Regions from separate parts of the Mus musculus genome. Here all the other regions are linked to region 2. The links are chromatin contacts, called in public HiChIP or PLAC-seq and promoter capture Hi-C maps. All regions are on one chromosome and are shown on one strand. The core of a region is the stretch at or near the end of the contact, and the rest is flanking DNA. Distances in the headings are between cores, read along the strand shown. Region 1 has its middle 25 kb from the start of Gm28175. Region 2 holds the start of Pantr2 (POU domain, class 3, transcription factor 3 adjacent noncoding transcript 2). Region 3 holds the start of AI597479 (expressed sequence AI597479).

The links. Promoter capture Hi-C pulls out the DNA fragments that hold promoters and counts their contacts. HiChIP or PLAC-seq counts read pairs in DNA pulled down with a chosen protein or histone mark.
Region 1: a contact with region 2 is called in an H3K4me3 HiChIP or PLAC-seq map of embryonic forebrain, with 6 times the contacts expected there. The contact joins the enhancer-like site here to the promoter of Pantr2 in region 2. A contact is called at or near these places in 9 of 39 promoter capture datasets (the 3T3-L1 cell line, cranial neural crest, frontonasal cranial neural crest and 5 more), 3 of 484 Hi-C or Micro-C datasets (cortical neurons, embryonic stem cells and nephron progenitors) and 9 of 115 datasets of contacts at active chromatin or transcription factors (craniofacial prominence, differentiating embryonic stem cells, embryonic basal ganglia and 6 more).
Region 3: a promoter capture Hi-C map of pre-B cells shows a contact between it and region 2, with 4 times the contacts expected there. The contact joins the promoter of AI597479 here to the promoter of Pantr2 in region 2. A contact is called at or near these places in 3 of 39 promoter capture datasets (the C10 cell line, pre-B cells and stem cell-derived epiblast-like cells), 2 of 484 Hi-C or Micro-C datasets (LSK cells and pro-B cells) and 4 of 115 datasets of contacts at active chromatin or transcription factors (DN3 thymocytes, embryonic stem cells and large pre-B cells).

What each region holds. Positions count from the first base shown.
Region 1 is chr1:42,230,751-42,235,692 of GRCm38.p6, forward strand. No RefSeq gene overlaps it. Among named protein-coding and RNA genes, the nearest start is that of Gm28175, 25 kb to the right of the region's middle. Within about 2 kb of position 2,656, at least 18 of the 459 cell types and tissues checked have an H3K27ac peak or open chromatin away from gene starts, as enhancers often do. A contact at or near this core is called in craniofacial prominence, embryonic basal ganglia, embryonic forebrain and 1 more, where this site is marked.
Region 2 is chr1:42,712,145-42,716,836 of GRCm38.p6, forward strand. Pantr2 (POU domain, class 3, transcription factor 3 adjacent noncoding transcript 2) reads right to left here and starts at 1,310. Exons shown (of 4, transcript NR_110495.1): 1 at 1,211-1,310; 2 at 59-161. The region is part of intron 1 of Gm46091 (predicted gene, 46091); the gene reads left to right.
Region 3 is chr1:43,097,337-43,101,756 of GRCm38.p6, forward strand. It overlaps AI597479 (expressed sequence AI597479), which reads left to right and starts at 1,374. Exons shown (of 4, transcript NM_133818.1): 1 at 1,374-1,526; 2 at 3,379-3,545. The coding sequence starts at 1,428. It also overlaps a transcript of Tgfbrap1 not described here.

The DNA.
Region 1 (4,942 bases), core at 1,406-3,905, 480 kb before region 2:
TTGGAAAGAAAAGAGGGGTATGGGTTGGCAAAGTCTTTGCACCCAGCCATCTTGCCAATCAACAAATGCTCTCTGTCCAAGGCGGTTCCCAAGGCAAGACATCATGAGCGCGCGGGAGTGTGTGCACAGCTCCAGCCGGACGCCCGCCCTCCATGCAGGCAAAGCGCGAGACGAGCCAGCCTCCATCACAACATGGCTTTGACAAGTGGCCAAAGAAACGCACCAGTAGAGTATAAGGTGACCTATTCCAAGGGAGGAAAGACGGAAACTTCATAAAGATGAGCAGAGTTCTATGGACGTTCCAACCCTTTCAGTGTAACTATTTCTTACCATTATAAATTATTTTCATGCCCCTCGTACACTACAGCGTGTTTTTTCCCACTTCCATATCTGGGTTTACAGATGCTCTATAGTCAGTCCCTTTTTGTATCCTCCCTCTTTTCTGTGTTCTCATGCCCTTCCCCCAATCTTCCCATACTATACCAAAAGACAAATGAAAATAAACAAACAAATACGGGAAGCCTCTACCCTGGAATGACTCAAAAGTCTGCACTATTAAGACACTGAGCGTGACTGGCTGCTTTCCAGGTGGCTCTGCAGGCTGGTAAATAGTTCAATTAGCCTCTCTGCCTCTCTCTCTCTCTCTCTCTCTCTCTCTCTCTCTCTCTCTCTCTCTCTCTCTCTCTCTCTCGTTGAATTTGCCAAGTGTATATTGCATTGTTGGAAAGAGGCAGGGCCAAATTAGCCTAGCAACATCCCTTTATAAAGCTCCAGTGACTGTGACACCTGAACGTAGCCCAAAGGTCACTGTCCCCAGGCCCTGTGGGGACCACAGACAACACAGCGCACTTAGTCTGCTGCACCAGAGGATGGCTAATAAGTGGTGTAGGTGAAGACCCGTGAGAAGCACCTAGGCATACTGCCCATCCAAGCAGAAGACAGTGTCGGATGGCAACTGTCACCAGAGCCCTGGAACAAGGAGAGGGACGGGCAAGGAGAGCTGGGGGGACAGGGCCAGCCAGAAAGTACACTCTTCCAACCCAGTTAGGTCTGAGCAGTCTTAAGAAAGGCTCAAGTCTTTCTTTAAAACAATACAATCACTAAAAATGTATAAGCCAAGAGATCCGTGTGCTATAATTAAGTTCCTCTTCTTCAGCACCCTTCCTTCTAGAGTTTGGCTCTGGTCCCCTCTTCTTCTAAGAAGGTTTAGACACACAGCCTCCATCTACCCAACACACTCTCCCCAAGGATTCCTATGATCTATACTATATTTATGTCGATTTGTGGCCCAACCAGACATAAACAGTGTCAGAGAGAACAAATGGAAAGTGGTGTTCTGTATGGAGCACTGTACGCAGCCCCGACATAATTCACAGAGCCTTGGTTGAAACTTGTTGCAGGGCCCTGAGAACATACAGAAAGCAGGACATTCATGCCATAAGATAAACACATTCAGTCTGTTGTCTGCTTCAGGAACACATTTATTGGTGTGGGCTATGTGATACCGATGTATTCATTACGTTTTGGCATTTACAATATACAGTGTTTCTCTGTTTGGCTCATTACAGCCTTCGTACTAATTAGGTAAAAGAAAATACTGTTTGCAAAAATACTTTTTGGGGGATTACATTTATCCAAGAATATTATGTATCACAATTTTAAAAACATTAAGTCTAGAAGCATTAAGTCCCAACATTTCCATATAATTATTTTGGTTATACCCTAGAGAAGATATTTAAATGTCTCTACCCTATGTGTTGGGTTTGTGTTTCTTTCCAAAAGAGAACCCTGTCAAACAATTAGGAAGCTGAAATAAGAGAAAATATTCTTGGTTGCTAAATTGGAGGGGAAAAAAGTTGCCCCAAGATAAAAATCCGTAATGTAAAATTGTAGTTTGATTTGGGTGGTTTGTTTTTTATGACATTATGGGGACTTTTTTTTTTTTTAATTTTAAGCATAAACTCATACAACTCAATTATCTTGATATTTGCATCTGAGCAAATCAAAATACTGAGCTTCTATGCGGTGGTTTTTCCGTGGACTCGGGTCTGTGTTTTTGTAATTTCTGTGGTACTAAGAAGGGATTGGCTCTGAATGCCGACGTGCCTTGTGTCTTGAGCAGTGATTCCACACATGTTGAATCAGGAGGTGAACTGTAGACACGGGCAAAGTTAAGCACTCAGCTAGCAGCTACTGGCAGAATCAGAAAGCCCTCCAAAGCCCCAGCTTTTCAAGTGTGTCCTCCTTCAGCCTGAAAGACAGTGGACTTAGGAGAGCTCCTGGCTTCTAGCTGGGTCTACCTTCATCAGGAACAACAACAAAATAAAGTAAATTTTAATTTCAATAGCAAGTCTTCACCCTCTTAGTCCACACCTATGTTCTTGTAGATAACATCTACCTGTAAGCCAGTAAGTAGTAAAATAGAATATTGGACTAATCCATCATCCATCTTCACTTGTATTTTCTTTTTTTTAAAAAAAATGGGGGGGGGGGGAATGAGAGAGGGAGAGAGAGAGAGAGCATAATCAAAAGCCTAGATGACAAAGAGTTGACAGTCAGGTTCTCTGGTAAATGATTCCAGAGTCGCTGGCCTGCGGAGCCGCTGAGGAAGTCCCCAGCAGACCTGATTAATTCCAGTCTCTCCAGCTGCCAGGGGAGCAGAGGGTAAGCAGTCTCGCAGAGAGGAGCCTATTACCACTACGAGGCTGAAATAGATCTAATCAACTCACAGCCGCTCAAAAGAAAACTTTACAGGTGCAGCCTGCTCAGGCACTGCTTTAAAACGATGACTACAAAGGACCGTGGGAGTCTGAAAGCGTTTAGTCTTTATTGCAGCTCAAGGAAATTTTCTGCTGTGGTTAGGCCATGCTAATTTACTGAACATGACAAAGCTTCCCAGACCGTGTGACATCATTTGTTTAAAGGCCCCAGTGCTCACACTAGTATATTTCCAATATTACTTTTTTTTTTTCTTCAAAAACAGTTAATTTGTTGATATTTCATCTGTGTTTGGGCTAATTACATGCCCCATTATAAATGTCTGGACTAACCTACTCTAACATTTAATTTAAACAACAATGCTCTGTAATTTGTCATGGTGCTCCCAAAGTGAGAAATGTTGCAACTTTGTTCTCTGGGCAATTGGAGATTTATCAGTGCATCTTAACAGAGGTCTCTAACGGAAGGAGACCCCTAAATGCTGATGCTATGACCAAGGCTCTGAGTCAAAGCTAAGTGAAGCACGCAGCAATTTGTATCATAGTGGAGGCAAAATGGTCAGAACTAATCAATACCATATCAAAGGTACGAATTTGCAAAAAATATATATATTCCATATTCTGTGCTGGATTGTTTAACTACCTCCTTTTTAATGGAAAATAGACAGAGGAAAATTATTAAGGCCAGATTGAAACCAAATAACCATTTGTCTCTCTGTCTTTCTCTTTTTTAATCTTTGTAAAGACTTACAGAGGTAAAAATCTGCTTTTGTTTAAGTAATCAGGATTTGGAAACGCTCCATGAGTAACAAGATATGTTGTCCAGAATGCTGTGTGTGACAGCCGACATGCGCACACGCACTTAGAAAATATATCGATTACTAATGAATTCACTGATCACGCCACCAAAAGAAATTAGAGGAGAATAGTCAAATCATCAAATTTAAGTTAGTTACAGATGATGAGTTACAAACTGCATAAGGAATTTTATGTCAGAAGATGATACATCAGAGCTCAGGAGACAAAGAGACAAAGTAAGAGATTAAATTTTAGAAGTAATTTAGATTAAATTGCAGAATTTTACAATCACTTTTGGGCTTCTCCATTTAAATACTGTTGTAACTGCCATTCTAAGGTTAAGGGACCTGGTCAGGTGGGAGGTGACTGAGCAGCCTCCTGGGCACACACAACAGGATCAGAAGCAATAAGGTCATGTGTTATTCCAAGATGAATCAAATCTCAAGATTCCATTCTAGTCTAAGCTACCAGTTTAGAAAACTCATGCTTGCTGGTAAGTATGAGCAGAGAACTAGGCTAAACAATGCCTAGTGAAATCGTTCTTGTTACTACTTGAATAATAATAACATTATTCATTTGCACTGAGTTCTTTTCTCTTTTTCATTTTTAGGATTTATTTGTGTTATTTTATGTGTATGAGTGTTTTTCCTGAGTGTATGTACGTGCACCTCATAGGAGCCTTGTACCTGAAGAGGTTGTCAAAAGATATGGAGCTTCTTGTAACTATAGTTACAAGCTCTTGAGCTTGTAACAACTTGAGGTTGTAAGCTCTCAAGTGGGTGCTGGGAACCGAATCCCAATCCTGTCCAAAAGCAACAGGCGTTCTTCATCACTTGGCCCACTATCCAGCCCCTTGTATTAAGTTCTTGACAGTCGATTTTGTTCCTTAAAATAGAATTTTGAACTATTTGACTCACCCTGGAGTCAGCAGTGTCTGATTGGGAGGTATCTGACATCAGCATATCACCTTTGCTTCAGCTGTATTCATGAACTCTGTCAAGGGTTCAAGCTGATTTTGTGTTTAGGTCAACGAGACATTTCCTGTGAGATTTTCAGTTGTGTCTCAGCCAGGTGAAATGTGGGTGCCAAGAAGCCAGCAGCCATCCAAAATGGCATATGAAGGTGTGGGTCTAAAGAGCTGAGCAGGTTAGTCCCCAACACAGCAGTGGCTTTCTTGTTGCCACAGCATACCAAAGGCCAGATTTATGTCTGTCATTTTCAAAGTGACAGTTGGTTCCTTGTGGCCTCAAATGTGCAAGCAATTAGACAGCTGTGCATAGAATTGGTCTGACATGCCCGTTTTGTTCTTCCAAAGAGAAAAACTATCTTAAAAAAAAACTGGAAGGATGAATTTGTAACAATATAGTTTTAAGATACAATGTTTTATAACACTGTAGAATCAAGTAGAGTCTTAATCAAGCCTTTGA
Region 2 (4,692 bases), core at 60-2,559:
TAAAACTTCTCTGATACTTTCCCCTCTCCAGACAGCCACAGTCTCAGGAAAGACTCACCAAATGCCATGTCAACCCCGGAGCAAAAAGAACGTGGAAAACGTAGCACTAGTTCTTCATTTTCTCCTTAGCTGTTGAGTTTCACTTGTTCCTCTCACCCCATCTGTGGTAGAAGTTAAAACAACTTGTCCTTTTAAATAGATTTGGGTTTTCAGCATTACTAGAGTACTGGGAGAGAGTGCTTGCCCCAATTCCACATCCAAACCAAGTCGGTTGTAACCAGCCATCTTCAATTATGCTCTCCATAACTCGACAGAATCAGGAATCAAGGTACCATTAGGTACAAGAAGCAACAAACTTTACTAAAAGAAACAAATATAATATTGACCACGGATACATACAAACTCCCTGAAATATCATTTCTACTCTTCTTACTTCTTGGGGACAGGGGTAGGAAGTGGAGTGGGGAGGGATGGTGTAAAAATCTTAGCTGGTTTGAAAAATAACTCGATCATATTGTCTGAGTTTAAAGTTCTCAAGTCTAATCATAAGTAATAAAGTTGTTAATAGTTGTAATTGGTTTCATTGCTCGATGTAACTGGTGTTTTATTTGTGACCCAACTAAGCTTTGTAGCAAAGTACAGGTGGTTCAGAATCCATAAAAGGGAAGTTATTCCTTCTCAGGCAACTTTTCCCAATAGAAGGCAAAGTGAAGACGGCTGTCTCACACATTATCTCCTCTGCTTTGCTTTTTTTTTTTTTTTGAACACTATAGATCTAGGTTTTAATTTCTCTAGATGTGTGTGTGTATGTGTGTGTGTGTGTGTGTGTGTGTGTGTGTGTGTGTGTGTGTGTGTGTTTGATAGACCTGAAGATGCGTGGCCATCGTGCGTGGGCTCTTGAAAGCAGAGAAGAAACTCAATGTACTCAATGTACACAGAAAAGAACCGCTTTGCTAGCTAGATCAAATGCCCGACCAAGTTCACTTTCCATCCCTTCGCTGGAAGAGGGTCACCCACTGAAAGCGAAAGCTCCGGGGATTTGAGAGGGGCAGCAAGGACGGCTTAGCTTCCTAGGCCTTCTCCCAGTACTCTCTCTTCACACCCCGCTTCAGAGTACTTCTCAGGACTTCCTAATCCGAGGTGCCCACTACGGACTAGCTTCCCCGCGCTCTCCTCAACTCTTACTGGCTCCGCCGCACCCTGGACTCACCCCACACAGTCGGTCCGCTCCATCCAGACTGGAAACAGGTCTGAGTCGGGCAACGCTGGAAGCCACATCTCATCAACACCAATCCACACCAGTCGCCTAGATCTAGGCTGCAGAGAAGCCCGCGACACGCTGCCAATGATGGTGGGGGCAGGGAGGCCATGAAGAACCGCAGCCTCCAGCTGGGTTGCGGCTTTCTTATGGAAATGACCCGCGCTGGCCTACTGGACTCAAGCGGGTTCCATAGTCCCGCACCCCATCTCTCCAAAGCTTTTCCTCCCGCAAACCCTCATCCTCCTCATCCTACCGTGGCTGAACTGGTGGGGGATGAGCTAGAGCTACGCCCCGGCCGCAGAGCGCGGGCCGGGTCTCCCCTCGGCCCGACGGGCTCCAGCTCCGCATTAAATATTCATAGCAATCGCTACTTTCTTAAAGGGGAACCCGCCGCGCGGGAAAGTTCCCAGCCAGGGGGACTCACAAAGGAAGGTGTCTGCTCCCTCCGGTCCTAGGGGTAACCGGGCACACAGCTCCTGAACACTTGGGCGAACAGGGAAGGGAAGGGAAGGGAAAGATCAGAGTACCCGCTCGCCTACAGTCAAGACACTTCCTAGAGACTGCGAAAGAAGAGATATTTGGAAAGCTTTGGAAGCCCCGATCACTCGTCGCATAATTATTTAAAAATAAGTGGTCACATCTAATGCTTCAGGGTTTCCAGGGCCTTTCATTAGTTTCTTTCATTTTATAGTTTTAAAAGGACGGTGGTTTGACTTCATTCAGGCGTCATCCGCCCGGGGACCAGAAAGTTTGCTCTGTATTGCTTGAAACATGCACTCGGGGAACTTAGAAACATCACTTTGAGAGCCTAAAACAAAACCTGCACCTGTCCCATGGCTGATGTGCAGAGCTGGAGCTTGAGAACTCAGAACCCTTGTGGGGGTACTCGTGGGGAGAATTGGTCTGAACCCCAGCGCCACTGCTCAATTCCAGGCCTCTTTCTTCCAGAGCACGGAGGGCCTGCATAGATGTGCAGTCCTCGGCCTTCCGGAGGCCGAAACCCATCTGCCAACTGCTCAGCAGGGACCAGGAGAAAAGCGGAATGGGAAAGGAAGAGGAAGCAGAGAAAGTTCTGGGCCCGCTGCGGAGGAGGCCCTGCCTGGGATGCACCCCCGCCCGGGGCCAGCTGACCCGTGACCGCTCCTCCTGGTGCCAGGCGACGCCCGCGCCCTGGTGTGCTTTCACCCCCACATCCCCCCCCCCAGCCCCCCCCCCCCCCCCCCCGCTCACGCCCACTCCACACTCTCTCTCTCGATAAGGCTCTTTTTGTTCCGGACCAGGAGCACTTTCACAAATGGTTAGAAAGTCTTGAGCGCCATCTAACGGGAACAGCAAAAAGTTGAAAGTGGGTGGAGGTTAGGACCTGTGAGGTGCCCAGGCTGGGCTCCGGAGAGTCCTTTCCCCAACTCTATCCACACTCTCAAGCCTTGACTTCCCTTCTCTTACTCTCACAACTCTCGTCCCCTAGAACTCCAGACTTGACCACTCTCGCAGGCTCACCTTTCCAGAGCCCTGGGGCAGTTGTAGGCTGCTTCTTGGACCTTCTCTTCCACTCCTGGTAGGACTGCTTGCCAGGTTCCCTGGTGTCACACCTGCCTGAATAGGGTTCTGGTATCATTCAAAGTCTTTATGGTTTTCTTTTGGGCCTGAGATGGGAAGTCTCATGAATTCGCATGAGGTGCGCTGGTTTTCTGAAATGAAAACCCGTGAGCCTAAGCTTTTGCAGACAGAAGGAAGCAGAAGAATAAAGGTAATAGCAACCACTTCAAAGTGTGCAATCTAGAGATTTAGCCTAGCAGTGGGTCTAGAAGAGCTGAAGCCTTTATCCAGGGAGAAAGGTGTGGACTGAAGCGCTGCCCTGGGGCTTGGGAGGGGCCAGTCTAGTGGAGTCTCACAAGTGGTATTAGTCAGGAATAGCCTTTGGATGTCCTGGGCAAGCCACACTGCCCCAGCCAGGAGGTGTAGCTCAGGTAGCGTCATGTGATAGGCATGTGATAGATGCAACAGGTACCTATGTACTCTCTCTGCAAGACAGAAGCCCAGGACAGACCAAAGTAATGATTGCCACACTGTCTAATTTGGTGAATCAACGAGTCTCTTTTTTGAAAAAAAAAAAAAACATAATGGGGTTACTAATAGGAGTATAGGTTAGGTGTTAATTAGATGGCACAGGGGTGACTAAAAAGCAGTGATGCCACAGGAAGCCCACTCCTGACATGAGACATCTGAAAACTAACCATTGCAGCTTTCTCTGTAGCTGTCAGTCATCTCCAAGTGGGAACTTCTCTTTCTAAGTTTGTCTAGTCGCTCTCTACCAGCCCTGCCAACTCTTTACACTTCCCATCTTACGCCCCCCACCTTTATTGTTAGAAGAAGACCTCACAAATCCTTCAGGTTTTTGTTTCCCTACATATGACCTTTTGTTTACCTCCTGATGGTCTTGAGCCTTGCCTTCTCTCCTGAAACAAACGTTTCAACTTGGAGGGAACATACCATACAGCAGGGGCCCCTAGTAGTCTCTCCCCCAAGGGTTCCTAGTCCATGTGAAAGTCAAGGGTCCTGTGTCCTGGAAGGTCCAAACTGGGGCCCTCCTAATCAGGACAGAATAGCCTGGAAAGTATCCTGGAGAACATGTAGGTGGGTGGCAGAAAGACTTGAGCAGATGAGCAATCAGGGAGAGAAGGGAGAAGAGGTGACTCCCAGGTCCAAAACCATCCTGCAGCTTTAATAGCTGCTCTGGCCCCTGAGGTTTAACAGCACAGGGACCTACCTATCTCCACAACTCAAGTACAAACAAACGAACAAATGCCTACAGGCAGCCACAAATCTGTGGCTGGTCCTGGGCTGGGGTCTGAGCTGCAGAGTTGGGCAGGACTGAAGCTTTCTGCCCACCTTCTAGAGTGTACAAAGGTCATTAGAAAATCCGGTTCTCCTCCTCGGTGGAAAGTGTAAAGGTGGTGAATGTTATTAAGGTGGTACGATGTGTGCGACATACAGCAACATGTACCACTTCTGCTCTGTTGACTGTGCATGTGGTAGTTCAGTTGGAGGAGGCACACTGACATTGCTGAGCAGCCTCACCAACACCCATTTCCAGAAGTCCTCACCTTGCCAGTGTGAAAGTCTATATCCGTTACGTGGCAATTCCCATATCTCCTCCATCAAGCCTCTGGGAAGGTCTATGAATTTAGCTTCATGTTAGTAGGACCATACAACATTAATTTTTTTCTTTCTGATCCATTTGACTTTATGTGATATCTTCAAGTTTCATCCATGTTATAGCATGTACCAGTGTTTCCTTCTCTTTTAACCTGCTTATATATCTATCTATTGATGAGTTCCTGGTTTATCTTCCACTTTTGGGTACTGCAAATAGTGATGCTATGTTTAGAGGTATGCAGAAACCTCAAGTTCCTGCTTTCAATTCTTGG
Region 3 (4,420 bases), core at 124-2,623, 390 kb after region 2:
CCAGCTCAGCTTACCCAGTGAAAACTGGGTTTGGTTGTAAGTTCAAGTTTCCTGCAAAACAGCTACTCTAGCAACTAGTATAACCTTATAGTGAAGGAAATGGAGCCAATGATGCCATCCATGCCAGACTCATTATTATACGACAATATAAAGGTTAATTTGAATATATACTAGCACAATAATGTTACAAAGCTAAGGCATTTAATCCCATTTGAGAACATTTGGCCCAGCTTTAAGACTTGTCCTTTCAGGGAAGGTCACTTAGATCAGCTTTCCAAACACAAAAATAAAAGGACTGGATTGAATATTTTTAAGCACTAACATTAAAATTTCCTCCCAGCTCTGTAATTGTTTCTTCCCTGAAAGCATCACATAAACTGGAAAATTTTACAAGATGTCTCTCATTACTAATTTAACATCTCATTTATTTTTCAGCACTCTTTCAAGCATATTTTTGGTAGACTCCTAGTAGTTCATATTTTCATAAACAATGCAACAGTTTCCAATAAAACGATACATTATAGAGCATACAAACTATGCTCTCATAACAGGTATGAAGTACAACCTTTTAATGTGCAAAAACTTGAGGACTCTGTCTCCTATGAATGATGAAAGAGATTTCTCACACAAATACTAGAATATAGTTGAAGCCTACAATATTTTGTTAAAGTAAAAACCACGACTTCATTGTAATTATTAGTAAGCGCAAAGGCAGTTTGCTTGGTTCCTGTCACTGCCAGTCTGTGATCTCCAATTATCCGTCCTATTGCTCATTTTCCTCATACCAGAAACAAGCATTCTAGTAGCACATCAGGCTGATCTGGGGAGTAGTGTAACAGTCGCTGGACTGGCGCTACTACTTTCTCTTATTATTTCCCACACGTAAGCTGGTCGGTTTAAAGATCTTTCCAGGGAACAATACTTGATGCTTACCATGTCCGAGGAGAGGGGATTACAGAGTGTTATTTGGGCTTACTTTATGTAGAAGGGAGATTAGGCAATAAACGATTGAGACATTGTAAAAAGCGAAAAGAAGCATGGCTTCAGACATGACAATGCCATCTGGGGTCACAGCTGTCTGCCCTCTTGTTCCATTCTGTCTCTCCACGCAGTCGGGAGAATCCCTGAGGCCTCTGCCATGGGACGTCACAGGGGGCGGGACCAATGGCGGCCAGCTCGCGTTGCTTAGCCTCCGGTGCTTTCGGCGCAGCCCGGGCAGGACTCTGCTCCGCTCTCAGTCCCAGTTCGTCCTCTTGGCTGAGGTGCGTCAGCCGAGTCGGCCAGCCATAAACTCTACTCTCTGGGAAAAGCATCGCGTCTCGGGCGCGCTGAGTGACACCAGAGTCCCGCCCCCTCACGTCACTTCCGCGACGCTTCCGCCGCAGTGCCTTGTGGGAGGCCGGCCAGGGGGTCTCCTGGCGACAACCATGGCGGGGGATGTGGGCGGTCGCAGCTGTACGGACGCGGAGCTGCTGCTGCACCCTGAGCTGCTATCCCAGGAGTTCCTCCTCCTCACCCTGGAGCAGGTGGGGCGCTCGGGCCGACCGAGGACGGACGGGCAGCCGGGGACAGGCAGGCCTGCGGGAGGCTCGTGGCCGCTCCCCGCCCACACTGATCGGATGGGGCTTGCCTCCCTTGATCCCCAAAGGAAGCCTCCAGAGAGTGACTGGAACCCCCGGGAAATCCTCTAGAGCTCGGAAAGGGTGTGACAGACGACCTCCGCTGCCTGTGTGCAAGCAACGGCCTGCGGAAGAGATAGACTAGAAGAACAGACCGGGAGGGAAGAAGTCTGGGGCAATCAGGGCTGGATCCAAAACATCTGAAAATTAGTCTGTTAGGTAGCTTCTCGCCTCTCTTAGAGACAGACACTCGGGTCTCAGAGAGATGGACCTACTTCTTAAGATCATTATCAGGACACAGTAACCGTTTGGAGAACTTAAAGCACCTAGCTTTCCAGGTGGTGCATGCACCCCCCCCCGCCCCCCGCCGCCCCTGCGGTGTGACCTAAGATAATAGCAGATCATAAAAGAAAAGTGTGATGTTTTATTTAAAATGGCAGAACTGCTGAAAGTTTCTTTAGAGTTTTATGTGGCACGTTTTGTATTCCATGTGGTTTTGCCCCCCCAGTACCGTATCTTTCTCTAATTTCTTGAAGTTCTCAGTCACTATTTTAATAATGACTTTTAACCTGTGATTCTCAATCTTTTACTCACACCAGGATAATCAAAGGCTTACTAAAACATGTTATTGAGCCCCATCATCTGCTTCTCATTAAGTTCGTTCCAAATGTGCCCTGATACTGTATTTTAACGAGTTCTTGCTGATGACCCAAGGACAGCACTTGTAAGCACTGCTGCCAGAAGGCAGCCCCTTCAGTGCCATCCAAGCAGATGACATCCTCTGGGAATGTTGTCCAAGTGTATTCAGATACTCCCATCCCAGAGTAAATGCAAGTTGAAAGCCAGCAATATACTGTATGAAAGAGGAATAAGATGATTCAACAACTTAAAAATGAAATCAAACTAAACAGCTGGCATTGTTTTTGTTTTTTTTCCATTTTTGCAAAGCATACGTTTCCCCAATTTTTCCTGTGTGTTTTTGCAATATTGTGCTCCAAGATGTTGAGACAGAACTGGGATATGAGAGAGAATAAGTTATTTAAGTTATTTAGGCATATAAATATATATATAAATATGCCTAAATGGTTGGACTGTGAATTGAATGGTGAAAATGCGGTGGGGCAGACTGCTAATGGTCTATTGTTACTGTCATCAGAATGGAGAGTTAAGTTTTCTTCTGCAGTAGTGCTGTGTGTGTGTGTGTGTGTGTGTGTGTGTGTGTGTGTGTGTGTGTGTGTTTTGGAGGTGGGGGGGGGGTCTCCATAATAAAGCCAGTACTTGGTGTACTTAAGGCACTGGGTTCAGACACCAGCACCAAGACAAAACAAATTCAGGCACCCACCACATTAAAGGAAACATGAGACATAAACACAGACTGAGACTGAGCTCCTACTCCACCAGTGTAATGGTCCGACTCAGTAGCTGCTTTTTTTTAATCTGTTTTTCTCAGGCAATGTCCCATTTTTATTTAGATTAAGAAGGTAGTGAGGTGGTGGAATATATGCCTAAATGGACTCTACTTCTGGACTTGGCCAGCAGTCCTCTCAGTGAGGGCACGTGGTCACTCTAAGATGAAGCTGAACTTGATAGAATTTAATGGGTCTTTAATACCCTATCTAATAATACAGTTTGGCTCTTAGTGAGTGTGAAAGTAGCTTTATAATTTACTCAAGCATAACGCTTTCACCGTGTTACATGGCTAGGCAGCTTTTAAATGAAAGATGGCGTTTTGAAGTTATTTTTGTTTTCTTTCACACAGAAGAACATAGCAGTTGAAAATGAAGTAAGGGTAAACAAAGACAACCTTACCGACCTTTACGTCCAGCATGCCATACCGTTGCCTCAGAGGGATTTGCCAAAGAATAGATGGGGGAAGATGATGGAGAAGAAAAGAGAGCATCATGAAGTGAAAAATGACACCAAAAGGTACTTTTTTTTTGTGGTTGATAATCTAATCCTTTGTGACTAAAAGGGTTTTTGGTTTGGGTTTTTTACCCCCACTAGGTAAACTTAGGCTGGGAAAAAAAAGTCATTTGTTTGGTCTCTGAGGATGAGCACCAGGTACTATGATTGTGGGTGACACTGACGTCCCTCTTCTCATGCTTTAGTGGAGAGGAACTGTAAGAAGTAGAGCTGTGCCCTGGATTCCACACTGAGAGAGTCTGGGTCAGCAATGTGTCTGTCACACATCAGTCCAGGAATGGAGACAGAGGGAGGTAAAATACCTTCTGTGAACGAACTTGGGATGGTGGGATCAAGTGAAGCTTGTGAATTTTGAGGATTTGCCTTTACTCTGAGATGAGAAACTATGAGGTTTTAAGACATCCATGGCCCTACATGATGACATATTTTTTAATTAATTAATTAATTAATTTTTTACCCTCCATATTTAATCCCCTCTCCAGCCTCCTCTTGAGCTGGATCCCACTTTGGGCCTGTCACTGAACCTTCTTTTCTCTCAGGCCCCTCTCCATTTCCATCCCTGTAATTCTTTCAGACAGGAACAGTTATGGGTCAGAGTTGTGACTCTGGGATGGCCCCCTCTCCCTCATTTGGTGCCCTGTCTGCCTGCTGGTGGTGGGCTCTATAAGTTCCCTCTGCCTATTGTCAGGCATTTCATCTAAGGTCCCTCCCTTTGAGCCCTGAGAGTCTCTCACCTTCCAGGTCTCTAGTGCATTCTGGAGGGTCACCCAAACCTCCTATCTCCCAAGGATGTCTGTTTCCATTCTTTCTGCTGGCCCTCAGGACCTTAGTCCTTTCTCCTCACCCAATACCAGATCAGGTTCCCCTCTCCCCCGCCC